Linked DNA regions of Gossypium arboreum: region 1 is linked to region 2. The links are chromatin contacts, called in public Hi-C maps. All regions are on one chromosome and are shown on one strand. The core of a region is the stretch at or near the end of the contact, and the rest is flanking DNA. Distances in the headings are between cores, read along the strand shown.

What was found. Hi-C and Micro-C count contacts between places; a contact is called where the count stands out from the background.
Region 1: a Hi-C map of leaf shows a contact between it and region 2, with 4 times the contacts expected there. The contact joins the promoter of LOC108450685 here to the promoter of LOC108453192 in region 2. A contact is called at or near these places in 2 of 5 Hi-C or Micro-C datasets (both in leaf).

Annotation. Positions count from the first base shown.
Region 1 is chr5:35,724,253-35,726,952 of ASM2569848v2, forward strand. LOC108450685 (thioredoxin-like 3-2, chloroplastic) reads left to right here and starts at 1,365. Exons shown (of 5, transcript XM_053027930.1): 1 at 1,365-1,833. The coding sequence starts at 1,487.
Region 2 is chr5:35,441,458-35,444,157 of ASM2569848v2, forward strand. It overlaps LOC108453192 (splicing factor U2af large subunit B-like), which reads right to left and starts at 1,384. Exons shown (of 13, transcript XM_017751153.2): 1 at 1,109-1,384; 2 at 1-77. The coding sequence starts at 1,225.

The DNA.
Region 1 (2,700 bases), core at 115-2,614, 280 kb after region 2:
ATTCTCTTCTTTACGTGATATATGCTATTTAGTATGTTTTTCCTTTTGAATTCATATGGCATACAAAGGTTGAGTTGTGCATTTTTTCCCCCTTTACTCAAAAAATGCAAATTAGACCCTAAATTCATATGGTGCATTTTCTCTATAATCTAATGTATAAGGACTAATTTGCTCATTTTTTCAGTAGAGGAAACAAACTACAAAACTTAGATTTAGGTTGGGAGAGACTGATGAACTTGGTCTCAAAGCTTCAGGTCTTTTCTCTTTCAAATGCTTACATGTTCATACTACCTATATTACTTGGGCTCAAGTATGAAACTGTGAATACAGGTACGTGTCTGACACGGGTATGCTCTATTATTTTCCTCAGATTTTCATATATTTAGAGAATCATTGAAGGATCATATTCCCGTATTTGTGTACAGATATGCATCTAATGTTGGACATGGTTTCTTGAAGAACGGAAGCAACTTAGATTTGAGGTATATCTCATCACTTGCTTCCTGGTGATTGAAGACATCGATGCAAATTTCAGTGTATTAGTACTATTTATTTGAGTTCCGTATTGGATCTAACATGAAAGTTTGCTTCGTCTTGAAGGTTTTGCGCCATGAAAATGTCAACTGGTCTTCTGCTGGCTTCAGCAGGGGGTTGAATGTCTTTGTAACAAGTTGGTCGAATTTTTGGATTGTGAAAGCAACATGGAGGATGATCTTATATTGTTAACTCTTCACATCGGTTTATGATTCGAAGATTGTTCTTTTCAGAACTGTCCAAGGTCCATAACAATCACCATCCACCTTCAAAAGACCATGCCAGTGCCAAGCAAGTCTTTTTCGAACATTAAAGAGCTATTTTATTCGGGCTCAAATGTAATTGTCGGATATGAATACATGCCCAATCAAGAAAAAAGGTGGAAGAAAGTCCATTTCAAACACATTGTATTGCAGATTTTGAAACTGAATTGCTAATGTGATTGAATTTCAGATGTCTATTCTGGGTTCTTATTCCATACACACAATTTTGCTAGCAATTTCAGTCTCTGTTTAATTGTTAATTTCTTGTAAGCTTATGCCTAAATTAGTCTCCAAAAAGTAGTTGACATGGTTGGAGGTTTTAAGAACATACGAAACCATAACATACATCTACATCTCCAGACTGAAATGCCCAGTCTCGGATGTGGATTTGTTATATGTACTATATCAATATATTCAAGTTTGGGGTTTTTTCTTCATTTATTTGAAGAATATTGAAGAATATATTTATACGGATAAAAACAGCTGCTCTCCAACAGAAACAGACAAAAGAAAAGCCCAATCTGACAGCAGGAAAACAGTGCAATTCAATGTTGATTAATGTCTGCCCAATCTAACATAGGACCCCACGACCTCTAAAGCCTGTTTAAAATATCATTTCCTGAAAAATCCTGAAACAGGGTTTTAAATTTTATAGATTCACAAATAAAACAAACAATTCCTTTCTTGCAATGACTTCTCAATCATTCACCTTAAGCTTCTCTCCATCTCTTAAGACTCTGATAAATTCCAATTTTTCAGGAGACTGTTTACCTTGTTTCTCAGTATCCTTCTCGAAAAAAACCCCTTGTTCAAGCTTTGGGTTTTGTTTGAAGAGAAAAATATTGGGTTTTAATGAGAAAATTAATGGGTTTGGAGGGAACTTTGGGATCTTTAGTGCTTGGAGAGAAGAGGGGCAATTGGAGGAGTTGGATGATGCGCCATTGACAGTTGAATTACAGCAAATTTGCAGTGAGAGTCAGTTCGATAGAGTCATTGCAGAAGCTCAACAACTTGAGGAGTCTTTGATTATACTGTGGTATGTATATTTCTGGGTTGTTTATAATATGGTTTCTTGGGTTTGTTTTGATTTGGTACGAATTTGTCTACTTTTTGTTGTTTGTTGAATCGGAGAAAGTCAAATTTTCCCAGGAAAATGTCGATGCTTGAAAGTTTTTGTTGAGAATCTGATTTATTCATTAAATCAATTCTTATTCCCATTTAATGTGAGTATTTAGATAAATCTTTTCCCAACCCTTAAACTTCATCCGCCATATTTAAACTTATGGTATCTCCAGTTCCAAACATGGATTTTTCCCATTTAATGAGATTGATCAACATTATGTGGTTTGTTTACAAAGAACGTGAAGGGGAAATAACTAGATTGCTCCCACCCTTCATTCTTGAATTGCCCTGTGATCCTTAAAATACATAGAAGTACATTAAAAAGTTGAATATAGATGCATGCATACCTTTGTACAACTACACATACCCTTATTGGACACTTGCACTCCAATCCGTGTAATATAAAAAATAGATTAAAGTTGGAGATATTCTGCCATTCCTGTCCTGGTAACGTGGCTTAATGTAGATGAGACTGAAAAACAAGTAGAGCTTTTTGGTTGTTTGCTATTGATTCAAGTTGGCTGGAAAATTTTATTGCTATATTCAACCTTAAATTCTCATCTATGATGTTACTTACACCTAGATGAAGAATACGTTAACTTGGACTCAGTGTGAACGTTAGATACAGGTATATGTTCAACTTTCTTTATGCTTCAAGTTTTTTCCATGTATTTGAAGGATCCTTGTTGGCTCATATTCCTTACCAATATCCATAGGTGTCAAATATGGGTGTTCAAAACAGATAATTTAAGAAAGATAAAGAGTTGGAAGGTATTATTGT
Region 2 (2,700 bases), core at 134-2,633:
CGGTCCTTGTCCCTTTCCTTGTCACGCCCTTTCTCTCTCTCCTTTTCCCTGCTTTTAGAAGACTCTCTCTCATAATCCTGAGACCCATACAAGAAATAGTTAAGGTTGCATTTATCTTATATCACTAAGAGACCAAATGTGGAGAGTTGCATGTAATCCATAACACTAAAATCCAAAATGTAGAACAGGCATAAAATTCACATCAAGAAAACTATTTTCCAAGAAAAACCCTAGCCTAGAACAAATCTAAGCAGTAAAATTTATTGAAAAGACAACCTGTCAACTAGCCAAATTCAATGAGAAAAATAGAACTGAACATCTGTATATGTAAATACTCAATATCTAAAATAAGAACAAACGTCAGCAAAACATAGTAGATGGAGATATAAACATACAGGATTGCCTGACCCAAAAAACCCGGTTCTAATTCCTCCTATCCCCCCAGTCATACAGGATAAAAACAGGAACGATAAAACTGAAGCATAATATGTAATTTGAATTCTGAGAAGCTCATGCTGTTTTAAAAAACTGATTTGTAAAAAAAAAGGAAAGAAAGAAAAGAAAACACTAGATTTTACAATATATGCATCATTTTCTAATGCTTATGCTTGAAGTTAGAACAAAACTAAGTACTAGAAGAAATTCAAAATGCTATCTGTCAAACTAGCCAAATTTCCGGATAAACAAATAAACCTAATTCGAAGAAAAAATAGAGCCTTGGAAAAACTCCCATTAAAATTTAGGGCTCCAATTGCTAGCTAGCATTTTTTCTATATTCTATTTACTCCTTAAGAGGTTTGCTGAAAAGGAAAGACAAATGACGCAAAGTATAATCAAGATAGATTATTAAAACACTAATGATGAAGTAATAGTTCAATCTAAAAATAAAATCACGTTACATATTGCACATTTGATATTTTTAGCTTATCCGTTCATGATTTCCCATTGTGATTTCCCCAAAGCTAACAAACAATAAATTCAAGGTTTTACGTGGTAAAAAATCCAACAAAACCACACAAATTCCTTAGAAGTTCCTTCAAACAAGAACTTGAAGAAACAATTAAAAATCTTAACAGACGAAATAAAGCTGAATTTGTCGAGATCTAACCTGATATTTAGAATCGTTTTGATCGTCGGAACGAGACTTAGGAGAAGAACCTCCGCCATAACTGTTTTCGAGGTTATCTCCGTTTCCTTGATACCGTGGTTCTTCGTAATCAGTCATTTTTTCTCAAGCTTTGGCCGGAAATTTGGTAACTTGAAATTCCCAATAGCAAATTCCCAAATCCCAAACTCGATTTGTCGGCTGCAAGAAGAAGAATAAGCTAGCAAGTAAACAAATTAGGGATTTTCTTCTCTCGTTTTTCCCTTGTATTTAAATTCTAAAATTGGGGATTATAAGTTGGGTCTAATAAATACCTTAGTCTTAGTCTGGCCCATGTAAGAATGGGAGTAGGGCTTGGGCTTTTCTTATCATCATTTTGGGCCTTTATAGAAAAATTAAAACTCTTAACTTAGTAAGGTATTATTAATTATTTTTAAGTCAAATTATAAATAATTATATTAATAGGTAGTTCTTGTATCAAATAATTATTTATATTATAATTAATAGACACTGAAAATAATGCAAGAATACTAAATAGATGTGGTTTTATAAATTTTAAAATACTAACTAAACGAGTCAATTTTATTTTTGTATAATATAAAATGCATATTTTCTTTTAAATTGTGAATATAACTTAAATATTAATACGTTTTAGTTGCTAAAGAGTAGTTGAATGAAAATTTACTTATTAGGATACTAATCACATCCTTTTGTAATTACAAAAAAAAAAAAAGATTTCTTCAACATGTTTGATTTACAAAGTATTATTAATAATTTTTATATTATATTTAATAGTATGTATTGTAATTACAAAATTATATTATTTTAAATTTTAAATAATATATTGATTAATATAAAAAATCATCAATAATACTTGATAGAAATTTTCTAGACAAGTAACAAAATTTAAAATCAAATTATTGTATGTAACATGTTAATCCAATAAAGTATCAACAATATAATTACCAATAAAATTAATAAGAAAAATAAATATAATGTACAATTTTATCTAATTACAATAGCATCTCATATTTGTTCAACTATTCTCTTTCTAATACTTAACATATGCTATTTGTCATCATTTTTATCCTTGGATAAGTAATTAATAATAAATTTTATATAATTTGGTTAAAATTAAAACATATAATTTATAATAAATACTATGTAATTTAATTAAATATTTAATAGGCTAAAATGTATAGAAAATTATCTATCACCAATAAAAATTTAGATCATTTAAATAAGATAAGATAAGTAATATATAATTATATTTTGAAAACAAAAATATATATCTAAAATTAAAATATTATTATTAAAAATAACTTCTTAAACTTAAATCACATATGGGTATATTTGAAAATTCATAGGGTAATTGGATTTAACTTTAATTATCTACCTAATTACTTTAATAAAAATTTGTTACACTCAATTTAACAAGGTTCACTAATTATAATGATTATCTAAATATTTTATATATAAAATTACAAGCAATTACATTCAAAACAAATTATAACCGATTTTCAAAGTATTCAAATAAAATATATAATTTTAATACCTATTGATAGAACTTACATATAAAATACGATTTAATTTTT